Regions from separate parts of the Triticum aestivum genome. Here region 1 is linked to region 2. The links are chromatin contacts, called in public Hi-C maps. All regions are on one chromosome and are shown on one strand. Each heading gives the region's core, a stretch centred on a gene start, on an enhancer-like site or on the middle of the called end of the contact. The rest is flanking DNA. Distances are from core to core; before and after follow the strand shown.

Region 1 (3,335 bases), core at 548-3,047, 390 kb after region 2:
CATGGACCGGGTTCAACGTGACAGGCGTGCCCGGGTGTCCCATATCCGCCCCATATTTGGGATGGATATGGGGGGTGCCGGTCAGCCCGGGCGTTTGAGGGCCGTTTGAGGGCCGTTTGAGGGGCCCGTCTGGGTCAAACAATCATGACCAGACAGTGACCGGGCGGCCCGCCCAGACGTATGAGGCGGGTTTGAGGCGCCCGGCTGTAGATGTTCTAAGAGTGCTAGCATATGCCTTCTTATTATCCGCCTGCACAACCAACATTAATTTATCACAATGGATCCAAGGACAATGACCCCAGAGGCTCGAGAATTGTAGGAGTAGGTGCGAGATTTCATCATAAGTTCGAGGAACCTCAAAGAAGAGTACAAAGCACACGCCGGCGGAGGAGGTGCTGGTGCACACGCCGCGGGAGGGGGCGGTGCACACAACGACGTGGTGTTGCAATATTTTTGTTGATAGCTTACCAAGCTGACCACTTGGTACAACGACGTGGTGTTATTTTGGACATGTCACCGATTATTGCTTTTGTTCATGCAACTTGTCAACAACTAGGTGTATGATTGCCTAATGTGCCAAACCTCTTATTTTGAAGGGAATTCAAATATTTGAGTGAGAAAAAAAATGAAGGTGGAGATTAGTGACCATGTGTCTTTATGTCGTCTCGGCGGCCTTCATATCTATATGAAGCGCGCTTCATATGCATTATGATGATCATCAATATGAGTGACATTATAAGAGTTGCTCTAAGGCCTTTCAAAAAAAAAGAATATGGGTCCTGTCAAGGAGGGGATATGTCACATGTAAGGGGGGGGGGCAGTGTCCCTATTTTTCTTTTGGCTTTTGATTTATTTTCAATCTTGTGCGCCAAAAGTTTGAATTAAGTTTGTTTGCATATTCATGGTATTCGTGACGAGGGCCTTCAGATAAGATCTATTTTAAATACATTTTGAGAGAGTTTTTAAAACTCCATAAGTATCAACTGCAAAACTTAGTGCGAGCGAATGACAAAATCACGATTTTAGAAACTAAAGTTTAAATACAACTGCTAATGGATGATATTTTGCGGCCGATTTCCGCACTACACAAAACTGCAACCATGTATCCATGTCGGTCAGTGGGCTACAACCGTTGATCATGAGTGTCATGCGATTTTTATTCGGCACTCTATCGCCTGCACAACAATTCTGAAATTTGAAACTTGGTGTGACCTTATGCGGAATCCAACGACTTTGCAGATCGCAAGGCAATAGAGTGTCTGAGCACGGCTAGGCAGGTGCATGCTCATGCGAGTTTTCGGGCCTTGTCGCCTATACATGAACTGATTTAGGCCCATTTTTTTTGGCCGATTCTCCTAGAATCTTAAGAATCGATCATTTATCCAGCTTTTTTCAGAATCTTGAACTCATATTCTTTTTTACAATCTTAGATAGTTAGGATGTAAACAATTAGGATTGTAAAAAAAATGGATTCTAGATTCTCAGAGAAGCTGGGCGAAGGATCAATTCTAAAGATTCTGAAAGAATCGGTCAAAAGAAATGGACCTTAGTCATTGGACATTCTGTTCTCCATTAAAAAAAGACATTCATCATTCTAAAAGAATAGGCATTGGACATTCCTCCGTCGATCCACAAATTCGAGGTGCAAATTCCGTCTGCGTCCTTCCTTACCCACGTGTTGTTTTCTCAACACTCAGATGCAGAGGCAGAAAAGGCCCTACTTACGTGAACTCTTTGCACTGCGGCACAACAATCGCATATGCTTTCGGGGCCTTATCCATGTCACGGGATCGCAACCAATGGGAACGTGACATGACGCCTCCGTGGGGCCACGTCTATCTCCCACCCTTTGGTTGCATCTGCAGTTTGAGAGACATGCACATGCTTATGCCAATTGCTGCACTACACCATACAGCAGCAGCAACTCAGGGCAGAGCAATGCTCCATTCCATGGCGCCCCTCCACGCCGCCGCCGCCACTGCGCAGCACGCAGCCGTCGGCGCAGCTCCGGGCAGAGATGCTGCTCCGAAGAAGAACGGCGGCTGCGTTCCAGCCAACCGCGACACCAGGAGGTTCAGCCAACTGTTTTTTCTCTTACGATTCATGTGACGCGTCTTTGTGTTTCAGACAGCGGCCACATCCTTTGTTTCTGATGTGTACTTGGTGTCGCAGGGCGTTCCTGAGCGGCGTGGCGATCGCCGCTGCCGGCGCCGGCGCGCTGCTGGGCCACGTGGACGCGGCGCCGGCGGCCTCCAAGAGGCGGGCCCCGCCACCGCCGTCGGAGGAGAAGGAGAAGAAGGACCCCAACCTCAGCGGCGTGCAGGCCAAGGTGTTGGCCAGCAGGAAGCGGAAGGAGGCCATGAAGGAAGCCGTGGCCAAGCTGCGGGAGAAGGGGAAGGAGCCCGCGGACGCGGCCAGCACCGTAACCGGAATAAAGCCCAGATCGACAGGGGCCGTTGTAGAGTGAGTTTGTGTTGGGTGCCGCCGCTTAATTTACCAGCTTCTCATTTGTCGATGAGGAGCACATAACAGAGATCGATTCGCCATATCTTAGCATAAATATTTACCCAATGAGTATCGTTTTGCTGCCTGCGATGGAAGTACACGCTTGAATTGATGCGCTCTTATCTGTGAATAACCTGGCAATGCCAGTACCAGACAGTCAATGATAAACAACGTAGATGAAGTTCACCAAGCAAAAATTCCGCTCTGGAACTTGACCTTCGCCAAGCAACTCTGCCGGCTAATTTGCGTAAGAATACGTTCAAACTTGTGATACTGATATTACCAAAAAAAATGCTATACATGCCAGATCTTCATTGGAAAAAAAGTATCAAAACACATTACATTCCTTTACGAAATTACATGAGAAATCTATTTCTACTATATCTGGAGAGTACAAATAAACTTGTGTGCATCATCTACATCAGAACAGAGGTAGCGCGTAAGCTAACTCCTAGATACAATGGACTTTCCAGTAATAAACTTGGGGCGCTTCTTAAATCCACTAATCTGCTTTTGAAGTTCCTTCTCCAGCTTCGGTTTGTCGCCGCAACTTGTCAAGACTAGTTCATTCAGGTTTTGGAGGACCAGCACAAGGGACAAGCCCTCCTTACTGTCGTCCAAGTTAACGCATTTCTTCACTTCAAGTTTCTCGAGCACGGCCAATGCACCATCTTTGATTTGTATGCTCTCGATGTTCTCCATCCCTTCAATGTAAAGCAGTTTGAGCTTCGGAAATGTACCTTCCCCAAAACATAACATCTTCTCGGCGAAGGACTCCTCCCAGAGTGCAAGAAGAGTAAGGTTGCGCAGCTTCCCCATCACCTCGACGT
Region 2 (3,597 bases), core at 531-3,030:
ACGAACTACCATCGATAACACCAATCGAAAAGACTTCTTGTGATCGATATGACTGTTCTTAAGGAGGGTCTCCAAGAAAATATTGCAAGAAATGGATTTCTTAAGGAAAGGGCTGGTAATAACCTTTACAGGAAGAGAGTCAACAACAAAATTGAATTCCTCTCCCCACATTGGGTTTCTTGAGCCAGGAACCATGGAGCTGTAAGGTGTTAAGAGATGAAACCAAGGGGATAAGTAGAGCACTACAAAATTACCTACTTGACTCCAAAATTCTATTAAGCAGAATAAAATTATCTAATATTAGGAGTGTTTATTTGAAATTGTTTCCGTCAACCCCCTTCCACCATTGCTTTTCCTACAGAAATATTTTTAGGGTCGATGAGTTACATCAGTCTACTTAAGACCCCAACCCCTTTCTCTCCTTCAACGGATTTCCGGCAATCCTGAGAGCAACCACATTCATTCATCTCCAAATTATGTCATCTGCAATTTAGATCTATGAACTGAACTTCTCCTGCGCCGAATCACTCCTATACACCGATTGGTAGTTGTCTAAACTGAGCCACCTCCCATCTCTCGTCTAATGATCTAGTGAGTAGCAATAATTCATCATTTAACTTGGTTTTACTGTGACCTTAAAAGGACAGCATTAGCCGCCAGCAGAACCTTTTGGGCAACGCGTTCGATTGGTTGTTGGATGAAGCTTGAACCTAGTTTACTCACACATATAGTTATCTGTACAGGTCATCAAATGAAATGCTCCTTCTCTAAAAAAAATCAAATGAAATGCTGTTACAATCCTCTCTTCCGTACTTCAATTCAATCAGTAAATGTTTTTCCCTAAAAAAGTGGTTTATTGAGTATTGTGCAGCCTAAATTCCAGGAGACAAGGTCATTTTCCAATGAAAAACCTTTGATGAGTCATATGACCGTGTGATGGCCATTGCTAAGTTTTTAGTCAGGAATGTATCAGGAACAGAGTTCTTCCTAAACCTATAGTCTGATAATGCTGTAACCATAAGTCAAATCATCCAAACTAACTAGAATCGACAGCATTGCAGAAGAGAATGTACATATAAATACTGAACCGAACCTGAAACGCTTCTCTTCGCCGCAGGTGATGAGCGCATAAGGGTCCGAGGTCCCATTCAAGTTCGCCGCGATCAAATTCTTCGCGGCTAGCAGCTCCAGCTGTTACAGGCACGCACCCAAGTCACACGACCGCTCACAGAGTCAATCACAATCAGGGGGGCGCAACAAAATCAGAGACAAGGGGCTGATCAGCCTCACCTTCACCACGTACGCCGACGGCCCCGTGGAGTACTGAGCAGCAATCCCCGCGCGCGGAACAGACAAAGCCAAACCAAAAACGCTAGCAACGTTAGCACGGGTGATCGTTCATCGGCGCATGCCGTAACCGCCCAAAAATTTCCCCACTGACGGACCCCAGGCAACCGCCGGTGCTTGCTTACCTTGTCGGCGCCGTCGAGGTCCCGCGCGAGGGCGAGGTCGTCGGCGCCCGCGGGCGGGGCGCGCGGGCCGAGGAGCTCGTAGGCGGCGTAGAGCGCGACGATGAGCATGGCCGCGGCGCAGGTGACCTCGATCTCCCAGCAGGTGGGCAGGAGGAACCCGAGCGCCGCCGCCGCCTGCGGCGACATGCCGCCGACCCTCCGCGAGGCCGACGCCGAGGGAGGGGGTCTAGGGTTTCTCGGGGGTGGGAGAGGGTGAGGGGAGGGACAAGCACGCGATGGCCATGGGAGGGAAGGGGGCAAAGGGGGGAGGTGGTGGTTACGGAACGGGAGGGGGCGCGACGTGGCGGAGAAGGTGGAACCGGTCGGGACAGCGTGGCCCCCCAGTGAGATCCGACGGTTGGGGCCGCTTGCGCGTGAGGTGGCGCGGATCTTGATGCGTCGGGGAAATGCAGGATGGGACGCTCGCAAAATCCGATTAAGATCCGTTTTATCTCTTAAATAAAAAATCCGATTGAAGATCTGTTTTCACAATCCATCTTTGAAACTAGATCTCATATCGATATATTTCGATGAATTTTTTTTGTTTAAAAGTTGCCATGTCTATTACACATGAATTGCCATGATGTTTACACCGAAGTTGCCATCATATGTTTTAACTATTTTGTTCTACATTTAAAAGTAAATTTTGACATCTTATAAAACGGAGAATTAAGAAACTAGACTTGTCATGTACCATAAACTAAAATTGTCATGATACATGCACTTAAAATTGTCATGGTTCATACAAAAAAAATATTTTCATGATCAAAGTACTGGAATTGCCATCATAAAAAAACTAAAATTGTCATGCTCTACAAACTAAAATTGTCACATGGCAACTTTAGTTTAAGCACTATGGCCACTACAGTGTAAACATTATGGCAACTTCTGGGCAAAAAAAAATTCATCGAAACATATCAACATGGGGTCTAATTTTGAAGATCTCGTCGAGACGGGTTTAATGGTGAAAACAGATTTTTAATTTGATTTTTTAATTAGGAGATAAAACATTTTTAAGTCGAAAACCAAAAAGATTTCTGTTGATGTCATCTATTCATACGTGGCAAAATGAGTGGTGATGAAGGTGTGTGGGCGATGTGCAAACGCCCACACATGTGGGCATTAGTTTTTTCGAAAAACAATAGTATCAGATTTTTAGTCACTTGTATCGAAAACATTTGTCGTCGTTGGATCTAGCGCACTAATCTTGGCACACAGATGATAGCCATGCCATCACCTGGATTTGTTCGCTCCAATGATAGAGCGAGCGAACATCGTGAGCCCACGACCCACCACTCCCTCTCACCTCACCTACGAAGCGGTCGAAGGTATCACTCACTTCCTCTCTCCCGTAAATCCCCAGATCAACTCGACCAGGCCAACTCTCGGGCGACTTGTGCGGGTAACACACAGATCCTGACCAAATCCCCAGGCCGGTCCATGAGTAGCGCGCAAGGGGAGCCGCCGCAGAGGAGCTGCACATTGAACAGATGGGTAAGGGCGGCCGGAGAGAGAGAGAGAGAGAGGGAGGGAGGGAGGGAGGGAGAGAGAGAGAGAGAGAGATGGCTTACGACCGAGTGACGAGAAGGCTTTATAGTCCAACAGGCGGTCGCGCCACCGCTCCCTTCTGCGGGGACGCCCAGTGAACTCTTCAAGCCATGATGGATGGCCAACTAAAAGATGTCGCAACACGCACAGTCGCTTCGCCAATGGGCAAACTCATCCACAATGTTCTGATGCCCCTCACCTTGGCTAGGGTGTTTGTCGATGATTTTGAAGATGTAGAGCAATTTGAACAACCTCGAGGTGCAGACGAGGGAACACACTATAAGTTCAAAGAGTGTCCGAATTGACCCTTAGGTGGTCCAAGGAGCATATCCTTTTGGGACAAACAAACGTGCCCTTGACACCCAATACGAGCGTCCCTTCACTCGGAGCATCTCCTTTTGGTACTAGCAGTAGCGAAAGGTCTGAAAGAAGTCGTACCTAATATGAAAAGACGAGGCTACTGAAAAGATCAGTATCGTCGACTAGAGGGGTGGGCGAATAGACAACTAACAATTTTTAAATTCCATTCCAAATTTTA

What was found. A called contact is a pair of places that touch in the nucleus more often than the background predicts.
Region 1: a Hi-C map of leaf shows a contact between it and region 2, with 2.9 times the contacts expected there. The contact joins the promoter of LOC123107435 here to the promoter of LOC123104426 in region 2. A contact is called at or near these places in 1 of 5 Hi-C or Micro-C datasets (leaf) and 1 of 1 datasets of contacts at active chromatin or transcription factors (leaf).

What each region holds. Positions count from the first base shown.
Region 1 is chr5A:513,790,498-513,793,832 of IWGSC CS RefSeq v2.1, forward strand. LOC123107435 reads left to right here and starts at 1,798. Exons shown (of 2, transcript XM_044529423.1): 1 at 1,798-2,072; 2 at 2,173-2,590. The coding sequence starts at 1,813. The coding sequence ends at 2,467. It overlaps LOC123104429 (disease resistance protein Pik-2), which reads right to left. Exons shown (of 2, transcript XM_044526271.1): 2 at 2,785-3,335. The coding sequence ends at 2,950.
Region 2 is chr5A:513,400,429-513,404,025 of IWGSC CS RefSeq v2.1, forward strand. It overlaps LOC123104426 (BAG-associated GRAM protein 1), which reads right to left and starts at 1,781. Exons shown (of 18, transcript XM_044526268.1): 1 at 1,473-1,781; 2 at 1,291-1,323; 3 at 1,094-1,191; 4 at 124-199. The coding sequence starts at 1,658.